Linked DNA regions of Mus musculus: regions 1 and 2 are each linked to region 3. The links are chromatin contacts, called in public Hi-C and HiChIP or PLAC-seq maps. All regions are on one chromosome and are shown on one strand. The core of a region is the stretch at or near the end of the contact, and the rest is flanking DNA. Distances in the headings are between cores, read along the strand shown. Region 1 has its middle 69 kb from the start of Gm19585. Region 2 has its middle 87 kb from the start of Gm19585. Region 3 has its middle 130 kb from the start of Gm27217.

The links. A called contact is a pair of places that touch in the nucleus more often than the background predicts. HiChIP or PLAC-seq counts read pairs in DNA pulled down with a chosen protein or histone mark.
Region 1: a contact with region 3 is called in a Hi-C map of Th1 cells, with 4 times the contacts expected there. The contact joins two enhancer-like sites. A contact is called at or near these places in 1 of 15 datasets of contacts at CTCF or cohesin (pro-B cells), 2 of 484 Hi-C or Micro-C datasets (Th1 cells and cerebellar granule neurons) and 4 of 115 datasets of contacts at active chromatin or transcription factors (SST interneurons, memory CD8 T cells, regulatory T cell precursor and 1 more).
Region 2: a contact with region 3 is called in an H3K27ac HiChIP or PLAC-seq map of regulatory T cell precursor, with 9 times the contacts expected there. The contact joins two enhancer-like sites. A contact is called at or near these places in 1 of 484 Hi-C or Micro-C datasets (CD4 T cells) and 4 of 115 datasets of contacts at active chromatin or transcription factors (memory CD8 T cells, regulatory T cell precursor, thymic regulatory T cells and 1 more).

What each region holds. Positions count from the first base shown.
Region 1 is chr17:52,078,016-52,081,778 of GRCm38.p6, reverse strand. No RefSeq gene overlaps it. Among named protein-coding and RNA genes, the nearest start is that of Gm19585, 69 kb to the left of the region's middle. Within about 2 kb of position 2,233, at least 30 of the 459 cell types and tissues checked have an H3K27ac peak or open chromatin away from gene starts, as enhancers often do. A contact at or near this core is called in Th1 cells, memory CD8 T cells and regulatory T cell precursor, where this site is marked.
Region 2 is chr17:52,060,641-52,064,515 of GRCm38.p6, reverse strand. No RefSeq gene overlaps it. Among named protein-coding and RNA genes, the nearest start is that of Gm19585, 87 kb to the left of the region's middle. Within about 2 kb of position 2,230, at least 25 of the 459 cell types and tissues checked have an H3K27ac peak or open chromatin away from gene starts, as enhancers often do. A contact at or near this core is called in memory CD8 T cells, regulatory T cell precursor and thymic regulatory T cells, where this site is marked.
Region 3 is chr17:52,466,856-52,470,283 of GRCm38.p6, reverse strand. No RefSeq gene overlaps it. Among named protein-coding and RNA genes, the nearest start is that of Gm27217, 130 kb to the left of the region's middle. Within about 2 kb of position 1,698, at least 32 of the 459 cell types and tissues checked have an H3K27ac peak or open chromatin away from gene starts, as enhancers often do. A contact at or near this core is called in Th1 cells, memory CD8 T cells, regulatory T cell precursor and 1 more, where this site is marked.

The DNA of each region.
Region 1 (3,763 bases), core at 984-3,483, 390 kb after region 3:
AAATACCTGGCTTGGGCTGAGCCCAGAGCATTTCCATCTAACTATCCCTAGGTCTAGGCCTGGAAGCTTCTAGCCTCCATACTGTCTAGTCTTCTACAAGCCCATACTTTGAAGGTTTTAGCTTCCAGCCTCTATATGCTAGCCTAGGCCTCAAATGTTTCAGATTCTGAGATTTACTGCTGAATAAATTCACCCTTTCTAGCTCTCCCTGAACTCTGACTGGCTGGCTCAACTTAGCTGTTCTGGCTCAAACGTCTTTCCAAACTGACTAATTCAAATTGGCTTCTCTCCGCTTCTGACCGAATTGCTCTGCTCGGAAGGACTGCCTTTGAACTCCATGAACTCAACTGTTCTGCTTTGAACTGAGCTCAACTGCATTCAAATTAACTGTACAGAACTGAATCTCCAGGGCTTTTTCTGCAGAGCAAGAATTGGACTATAATCTCCCCCGTGGCTGTATCAAGTGCCAGCTACTGAAGGCAATGTTAGCTTCCCTCCATAAAGGAGCTTTGTTGGAGGGACATAGGAAGGAGGAAATCCTGGGGAGAGGCCTTGAATGATGGGAAATGTCTAGCAGTCCAGTGGCATCTGCACCCTCTGAGTCTCCTAGGCTGTCCTTGGGCTCATGGGGTCCCTGAGCTTATCGGGAAGCATCAAGGAGTAACTCTTCCCTGACAATGTCTTGTGATCTAGCAACAATGAAAAATGCTCCTGATGTGTCCCCCTGGAAACATCTATTCCTCCTCTCTCAGCCACAACTCTGGAAAACTATATGGTGTACAATAGGCAATATGGAGTAAAAAATGGCAACAGCTCAGTGAGAGAGAGATGAAAGTAGAAGAGGGTGGGACAAACAGAGCAGGGTGGCAGCTCTATATTCCGAGACCATAAACAAGAACCACTAGGAAAATTCACTAGCAGCTATCCTTTCCACAGACACCCAGAAATAAAACAGGGCTGACCAAAATCTCACGTCACCAAAGAAGAAAGCTCAGTGCTTTCCAGGGACTGAGTCCCACCTTTTCCTTTGTCCCTATGTCTGACTCTTGGTAGGTTGTCCACTATGAAAATTAAACTGAAAGACAGGTCATTTCATGCCCAGCCACTTGGCTATTTGGGCTTAGTTATATTTCCAAAGCTACCCAGATTAGACCCTTTCCCTGATTTCTGTGATTACATCTTGTATGTTGATGGCTGTAGGTTTGTTTTCCTAACTGAGAAGATGTTCTCCCTTCAAGTCTTCTCTTACACATAGTCAAAGGTGCATGTGGCCCTGTTCTCCCAGGAATTTGTCCTTCTCCCTACTTTCTCCCCTTTTTCCATCCATCATGGCATCCAAATCTTCTCTTTCTCTCTTTTCCTAATTTAAAAACTAAGGGAAGAAATTCTGAGGTGAAGCCTCTCCAGGATCAGCTCAACAGGAAAGTATCCTAAGTGTGTGTGTGTGTGTGTGTGTGTGTGTGTGTGTGTGTGTGTCTGTGAGGGAGGGTGCAGGGTAAAGGACTGTGGGGGAGGGGCTGTGCCCCCTCTAATCTGAGAAGATCAGAGGACAACACTGTGAAGTTGATTCTCTACGTCTACCTTTACAAGAGGCTCCAGCGATAGAATTCAAATGGCCAGGTGTGTGAGTGATGCACTTTAACCTGCACAGCCAGACCACCGGCCCAAGAAATCCTACCTCTGAGGTTTTCCCAAAGCTGCTCACTGCAGAGATCAATAGCTTTTCATGACAGTCACTGGACATTTACCACCTTGAGTTTATGCCAGTTGCATTTCTATCCCAACAGAGGACAATTACCCTAGAGTCACAGATGAGGAAGGATCATCACTGCCTATCACAGATCACAGGCAAGGACGTACTTTTGCCCAGTATGGATCCTGGATACTAGGAAAAGAATGGACATCACAAGTAAGGAAGGATCATAGTCCATCACACTAGGAAGAGAGTGCTAGGAAGGAGGACTCTGAGTTTCTCCCTACAATATGACTAATGTGGTTTCTAGGTCCAAATGTGGACTGCCTTAACTTTAATGGCATCCATCTGAGCACGACAAAGTCACTCAACAGACGCTGGCTACATATAGATCTATGTGCTAATCCACAGGAGATTCTCAGAGCAATCTCATGAAATAGGGGTCAAGGCACAAAGGAGAAACATCTTAGCCTTGGTACTTGTGGCCGATTTGTGAAGAGAAACCAACCCGGAAGCTAAGGCTTTTAGAAAAGAAAGCTCAAGAAGCCACGGCAGAAGCACAAGTGTCATTTGAGAAAGGGGAAGCACTCCAGGCTTCGTGAGGAGTGCTAGGTCACGGTTCTGTGCCCTGAACAAAGGAACAAGGTTGGCACTGAGACTCAGCTTACCCTCCTTGGCAAATGCAAAGCATCCTGTGTACCTCTACCTATGTGTGACACCTTCCCCGAGTCCCCTCAATCACATCTGGGGCAGTCTCAGTATGGAGGTGGATTTTTGGCTGGTTTTCTTGAGTGAAAAGAACCTATCCTGTATCCTTAATTCTCATTTACTCCTTGCACATGGTTGTGGTGATCGTGTGTGGCCCAGAAGAAAAGAGAATCACCACAATAAAGCTCTCAATTGGTGGATTAAATAAAATGTTTTATCATTGATTTCTAAATTACTAAACTACGTTGAGATGTTGCCAGTATCTATTTAATAGAACTGCCAAAAAAACATTTAATTTTTTCATATAAAACACACCCAGAAAACTGAACAAATTTCATCAAAATGTTTAAATGCCAGAAATGATTCCAATCTAATAAAACATTAAGGCCTTGCGTTGTCTGTATTGTGTACACGGCAGACCTCCATAAACGACACGGCTGGAACCTGCTTTTTAATTCTTTTGCACAAAAGCACCAATTTAGGTCCTGCTGGGAAACCTTTCGAGGGATCACTCTGTAAATAAAGCAAACCAATTTCTTAAAATACAGTTAGCCACAAGCAGTTCCTGCAGGTCTGCAAGGAATCTCTGCTGATCAGCCGCCCAGGCGGCCTGGGCCATCAGCTGGTGAGACAGAATCTGTTGGTATCTGCTGCTTCCCTGACTGACAGCCGTGTGCAATCACAGAGGCATGTAGAGACACATCAGACAGCATGCACACAGAAACAAGCAGCGGGAGGGGAGGGTTTTGGATCCCAGATGGACGTTGGCATGGAACACTTTGAAACTGCCATCTCCCAGAGCCTGGCCATTTTTTTTTCCGCTCCCAGCACTCAGTCTACAAAGCGAAGGCTATAAAATGGGAAAGAAGTATTGACTTTTATGGGGCTCATCAGATCCCCTAGGCGTAATGTTCCTGGCCTATGTTCTGGAATATTTTTAAATATTTATTTTATTTTTAGTTATGTGTACATGTGTACGTGGGGGGGGGGGGAGATGTAAGTCCCCATGAAAGCCTGAAGAGGATATTGATCCCATGGAGCTGGAGTTACAGTCAGTGGTGAGCCCTTAGACATGGGTCGTGGGATTCAAACTTAGGACCTGTGCAAGAACAGTCAGTATGCACTCTTAACCACTGTGCCTTCTCTCCAAACTTCGCCCTTTGATCTAACCCCCTGCCTTACAGTAAGATGTTGATTTTAGCACCAGAAGAAAACAAAACCTCAAGCCGAAGGCCCTGCACAAGGCAAAATTAAAATACGCATGAGTCACACCAATCCTACTCTTCCTCCATTTCTACTTGGGAGAACAGAAGGTGCCCTTCACCTTGGCAGCCTCATTATAATAGAAATCCATTTTATTCA
Region 2 (3,875 bases), core at 981-3,480, 410 kb after region 3:
TCCTAGAGGTACCTTGCTTCTAAACTCTTTCAGTCTCTCTGCCTTCTGTTTACTCCAAGGTAAGAAGTTCACAGGCCACTGTCCTCCAAGAACACCGGGCCAAGTGACCAACGACTGAGCCCTCCGAAACTCTGAGCCGAATAAGTCACTCATTTAACTTGTTCTCCGAGTTAGTTTGGGCCCAACAATGGAAAGAGCAGCAAATGGATGGCTTCTCAATACTAAATGAGACTGGTATTAATTCTTTTGTGCATTTTTAAAAATAATTCCTTTTTGATCAGCACAGTACCAGAATACCTGTTAAATCGGCGGTTATACTTGGATAAGTGTATTTGAAAGCCAGAAGTGGTGGTGGATGTCTGTAATCTTAGCACTTGGGATCTGAGGCAGGGGAATCAAGAGTTACTGCCAGCCTGGTCCTTTTTCTAAATCAGCAGCTTCCATGATGTACCAGTAAACAAGGCCAGCCCTTCATAGAATGCATACAACTCCATACACACAAAATCTAGAAGATGAGAGAGTCTGGGGGTGTTTCAGCCCGTGGTGTTCAGGACAGTTTAACTATTTGTATTTTTCTCTTCAAACCTTGAAATGGTGTTTTATAAAAATAAAAATATCCATGGCTAATAATAATCGCTTGAATTTGTGATCCTCAACTAATTTCCATGCAATTTGAGAAGAAATCTATGAGCATTATTTATCTCATTTGATTATTACTGGCACTCTACATCTCTGCCACAGAGGCAGGACCAAGGGCTTAATGCATAGCAGCGCTATCAACGGATAGGGAGTCACAGGATCCAGTGGTCCCACACCAAAGTCTGATTGACTTCTGAATTCCCTGCAGTTTTTCTGATCTTGAGTCTTTCCTTGACCACGACTACTCTACAATGTTGTTTTTTGTTTTTGTTTTTTTTCAAGTGAGAACTTAGGATCTTTTCCAATAAGATATCAGGATGCCTCATTCAGTAAATATTTTATCCCCAACTTCTCCTTCAAAAAAAAAAAATCATGTCTCTAATGTCCTCATTGAAAGCAGTAAATTGAATCTACTCTGCAGGTCAGTTCCTGTTCTTCCCTCTCTAGTTGTACCTGACGGTAGGCTAAGCATTTTGACAGCTCTGGAAAGAAATGGTCTCTTCCCTTGTGGTACTGGAGGATACGCTGCTGCTACACAGCAGAGCGAAGGGGGTCAGAGAAGAAAGAGGAAGTAAGAATGATACATCAGGTCTTCTGTGCACTAGGTAGGGATTGATGAAAATTTATTGCACAGCTATCATTTCAAGACTAGTCCTTATATTCCTGTGGGGTTAGGGGTTTGAAGCTCCCTACTCTCTGCCGAGAAATGCATCCCCCAAAATAAAGCCCATTCTCTGTTATTTCCTCATTCCTCCTGGACTGTTGAAAAGAGCTCCATTGCTATAGGGTTCTCTAAAACATGGTCTTCAAAGGAATGGAATTGCAATCATAATCAAAGCCAGGGCAAAGATAATAAAATGTGTCAACACTTCTCAGCCTCTAAGTTGTATTAACCCTGAAACCACAGTTGTATTAATCCAAGAAGGGGAAAACTACTCTCCTCAAAACTTTCAATTATCCTAATAAATTGAGTCTGATTTCATAGCGCCAGATTCCACAGTGACACGGAGAGGCCAACACTGATACTGTGAGCTCTCCCATCGCTCACAGTAACGATGCAAAGAAACCACTAAGACCTTTCACAAGCATCCCCTAAAACCATCCAGAAACACGGACATTTACATTGCAGCTCACAACAGTAGCAAATTTACAGTAATGAAGTAGCAATGAAACTAATTTTATAGCTGTTGATCATCACGTCATGAGGAACCAGATGAAACGGTCACAGCATCAGGAAGGTTGAGAGCCCCTGAGCAAAGAGGACTTAAAAGTCAGTTCTCTGTGTTTAAGTAACAAAGAAACAAGATGCAAAGGAAGAGAAGCAAAATCGTACTTCCCCTTACATCTATTACAGCTGAGATGATACAGAAGTGACAGAGAGGAAGCCAAATTGAATTTTTGAGATCTCTCTCAAAGTCAATTTTAGTTAAAATTGTGTGGAGTTCCAAGGTGGTTTTCCCTCCCTCTCTTCCTTGTGTGACTTTCAGTTTGTTTTCTTTCAAATTGACACTCCCTTTGCACATCCCACTTCCTCCAAGCTTGGGCTGGGGGGTGGGGGGGAGCTCTGGTAATTCTACAAGATGGTTGATTGCCGTGGTTTTCGCTGATTAGGGTGAAGCTCCAATAAAGCTCGCAGCCGCGTTGCCACGCTGCTCAGCTAAGCCCTCAAATCCTTAGAGGGGCCGCTCACCACTAAACAACACATCATAAAGTTTGCTTCGTGAAAAGTAGATTTATTTCTTCCTTTGGACGCATACACAGTCATAAAGGTTTATCTTCTGATCAGAGAAAGAAAATAAGCAAAGCAACAAGGGTCTTCACAGAAGAGGATCTATGAACCAAATTAATAAGGTTTTTGTTCTGTCCAGGTTAGCAAGAAATGGGAAGGAAGTGAAAAATAATACCAAGATTGAGGCAAGCTCTATGCTTCTGCTTATTTTTCCTCCCTTCCTTCCTACCTTGGTTCCTCTCTTCCTTTTGTCGACCTTTCTTCCTTCCCTCCTTCCTTTCTTCCCTCCTTCCTTCCTTCCCTCCTTTCTTCCTTCTTCCTCTCCTCCCTCCCTCCTTCCTTCCTTCTGTCTTCCTTCCTTCCTACCCTCCCTCCTTCCTTCTTTCCTTCTGTGTCCTTTCTTTCTTTCTTTCTTTCTTTCTTTCTTTCTTTCTTTCTTCCTTCCTTCCTTCCTTCCTTCCTTCCCTCCTTCCTTCCTTCCCTCCTTCCTTCCTTCTGTCTTCCTTTCTTCCTTCTTTCCTTCTGTCTTCCTTCTTTCTTCCTTCCTTCCTCCCCTCCCTCCTTCCTTCCCTCTCTCCCTTCCTTCTTTCCTCCCTTCCTTCCTTTCTTTCCTTAACTTGGATTCAAGAGAAGCAAACTTGGATGTGTGTTTAAAATCTTGAGGATTTATATTATTAACCAAACAAGAATTTTTACAATCAGGGAACACTTGTCTGGCTTTCCCCCTCGCCTCCTCCCTCCCCTCCCATCCCCCCAACCAGCACACACAATTTTTGTAGAATATTTTGTTGGCTATAATTAAACTATGTGTGTTAATTAGGATTAGATTTTAAATGCACTGCTTGGGAAGTTGAAAAATACAGGATCTGAATGAGCCCAAATTGAGATGACACTTGAATTTTCGCAGATGTTTCCATAATCCTAATTTCAAATTGATTGTACTTCCTGAACAGTGAGAAGCCATTTTCAGTTATTTATTCAGACGTGTGCATCGCTTCTCCCTCTGCCAGTGGGCAGAAAATATCTACCACTTTCAATAACTCCTTCAAATAGACTCTTTTCCAAGACAGGTTTTAATGAAGGGAAGTGGGGACAAATAAATCCCACCTGCTCCTAGGGTCACCCCCAGAGACCATATATGAACCCAAGCAGAAATGGAAACTTCAGCAATCACCCTCTTGCCTACCCCTTCGTGACGGGTTCAGCTGGCATTTGAACTATGATTTCTCAACAGGCCAGGGAGAAGTGCAGAGACAAAAAAGAGAGAGAGAGAGAGAATTTCCCAAATATTGGCCAATGGTAGCCATATTAAGTGACACTCTCTTCAGCCACAAAGATGTGCAGTGGCCTGCTCCACATAAGCCCTGGGATTGGACCCAGCAGCAGGGCCACCTGTAAAACACATTCCCAAATAAATGGCCTGTGAAAAAATAGGGAAGTCCCTGCCAAATGTGAGACTATCAGCTGAGACTGAAGTACAGCAGGCCACTTTGTGCCTGAACGACAG
Region 3 (3,428 bases), core at 449-2,948:
GGGAGGGGAGAGTGTGCACGTTGAATTCTAACACCTAAGGCAAATTCCGAATCCTCGTGAGCATGATGCCAGTCCCAGCTATGGCTTGTCTCAAACAAACAGAAATGTAGAACCTGGGATATTTCCTATGCTCATAACAGGCAGAGTCTGCTAGATTTCACTGAACTTTAACAGAAGAAGAAAAGACAGATGCTGCTGCTCTCTTTTTCATTATATGGATGCTAATAGAAGAGAGTCTACCAGGGGCCTAAATAATACCTACTTCTCAGGTGACTTGTGCTGCTGCTGTCTAAAGATGCAATTTTTCTCTTTCAAATTGGGAACGCTGCTACCCAGTCCAACAAAACCTCACTGGGTTATAGATGGGAGAGATTAGGCTTCATTTGGTGACTGTGATGTTGCTGGAAGAAACTTGAAAGACAAATGTCTGCCTTAAATGCCCAGGCAGAGACAGATGGCTTGGAATCAGCACTGTAGGAAATCAGCAGCTCGGGCTGCAGAGCCTCGGAGTCTCCTTACCTGAAGTGATCGTCTTTACTTTGCTTCCCACTTAACTCAAGAACTCATTTTCTCTTTCTAAGAACTTAGAAATATAAATTCCTTAAAAGAAATGCACATATATGGTCATGAAAAGTCACATTCATACTGACATTCATGCATGCATCTGGAACTCTCAAAGCATCCTTGTCCTTTTGGGGGGCATCGAGAGGTATTGTGATGACAAGTATCTATGGTTTTAATATCATATTCCCTATGCGTCACACTCTGTTCTCCATGCTCTTTATATTAGTTCATTTAGCCCTCACAGCAGCCCTGTGGTGTCATGATTATTATTATTGTGCCCAGTTTATAGATGAGTAAAGTAAGTCAGGTTGACAAACTTGTTCAATGTCACTGTACTGGCTATGAGTTTTATTCTCAATGCTTTATTTGTAATGCTTTTAACCTTAAGAATCATGATGTTAGGGAGACTGCCCTTTCTAGTGACAGGAAACTTTAGAGTTAATAAAGAATTAATGGTAGGTGTGCATCTTTTGTATGCAGGAATCCCTAGACTTTTCTCCCAAGGAGCTCTCATCTAACTCACATCCCAAGTAATATTTCTCCTTCAGAACCAGGTGCCAAATAATAGAAAACCTTCCTGTAGCCAAAAGCCCACCGCAAATATTCATATTCACCAGTCTTAACTCCTTTATTTTATCCCCACTGCCTTTGACCGCAAAAGCCACAGTGCAAGTTCTGGACCAACTCGACTGACACCAGTTCTACCTCCTGCCTGTATAAGAATCTTCCTTCTCTAGCTCAGTGGGATGGGCCCCATCTCTCATTTCTAGGGCTACATTAAACTTACCTTCCAAGGGCAATCATCTCTTTGTGTCAACACTCAGCCCGTTTTATAAATTAAGACTTGAACTCCAGTTAGCGGAAGTATGACTCTGAGCATGAATTAGACTCCAGAGTTGGTGCTGTGACATACCTGTCAGTTTGCTATGAGTGAGACACTTATTTTAAAGAGCTCATAGTCTTGTGCTGGCTTGGTTTGAAAGAAGTAGGTCACTACCATCATGCCATGGCTAGCTTACTGTTGTGGTTTGAATCGAAAATGCTCTCTACCTGCTTCTGTTTTGAACATTGGTTCCACAGGCGTTTACGGTGCTACTGTTGGGGGCTGTGGTATCTTTGAGAAGCAGAATCTAGCTAGTAGAAGTAGGCCTGTAGAGAAGGCCTTTGAAGGCTACACCTCATTTGACTTCCTGTCACTCTCTCTGCTTCCTGGCCGCATGTTTCTGATGCTGTAGTATCTTATTCAAGCTCAGGAGACAAACAACTATGAAATAAACCCTTTGGGGTCAAAAGCGAAATTGAAATTGTTCTCCCTCATATTGCTTCTCTCAGACATTTTGGTTACAACGAAAATTAAATAATAAATACATTCCATGTTACTCTCAACGTGAGGGGATAAAAACACTTCGGTTTAAGTTGTATTTACTAGCACTTGCGTTAACTTGCTGCATGGTTCTAGTATGTCAAGCAATGTTTAAGCACTCATTATGCACCTGTTTTGTCAGTTTTGAGATGTACAAAAAGGAATAGGAATAGAATGAACCCTTGAGTACTGGGCAAAGGACACCAGCACATAAAATTAGATGAAAGGTAATAGACAGCTTTAAACACAGCAGAGTGGCTCAGATTGCTGATGTAATACCCCTGTGAAATCAGAACAGGTGAGTGTAGGTTTCCTGTGAATAATAGAGAGATTTTTTTTTTTTGGAAAATGGAACAGGGTTATAAACAGGGGCAGAGTGTGGATAATTATTTGGAGGAACAGAACCAGCAAAGATTTTGAGATTTGTTACACATATCTGATGAAGTAGTTAGTGTGATGGATCATTTTAATTGTCAGCTTGACACAACCTAAGGTTTGGGAAGTGAGGCTCAATGAGATATTGTCTAGGTCAGGTTGGTTTGTGGACATGCCCATTGCTATCCTGATCATGTTAATTGATGTGTGAAAACCCACCACTGTGGGAGGCACTATTCCCTAGCCAAGGAATCCTGAACTGTAAGAGTAGAGAGAACCAGCTGAGCGCAAACTAGTATGAATTATTTCTCTATGTTCTTGACTTATGTGACCTGTTCAAAGTTCCTGTTTTATCACAGCAAAAAAAAAAAAAAAGATATAGCTAATATGCTTGAATCCTCAAAGCTATAATTGTGCTCTTCATCAAAACTGAGGACAAACTATCTTCAGAATTTCAAGAAGTAGAGTGTTCATTCTTCACACTTAACAGTCCTAAGCATAGATCTTGAGTTGATAATAATAATAGAGCAATTGTATGTCTTTGGGCAAGTTATTAAAGCATTCTGAAATTTCATGAGAACAAAATTTACTTAATGTAGAATACAATTCAGGCAAAATGAAAGCTCCTTCTACTCTTTCTGAACCCTATCATTCATATATATATATAAGAAAATACCCCAGGCCATGGCTGCATGACACAAATATTCCAAATATGCCTTTGTTGATACCTGGTAGCAGTATGAAAGTGCCAAACAGGAACTGAACAATACTCAGCTTTACTCCTTATTTGAAGGAGACAGCTTGCTGATTGCTTCAGCAGAAGTCTGAGTACAGTTTATGGCAGAGCATTATTTTTGCCATGCATAGATGTAGAACAAAAAGTAGAATGACCCATGGTTTTCACTTGCTCTTTGTCATCAAATCCTAGGCATATATATATATATATATATATATATATACCTCCCTTTTTGATGCTGTACCTGATTTCCCTATGAATGGATATGTCCCATTTCATGAGTGTTTGTGCCATGTTTTTGAGGTGTTTGGCATCTATATATCACAGGGACTTTGATCTTTGACTTGCTGAGTGCTTTCTTATTTGAACCCAACTCCTCTGGACCTTGCT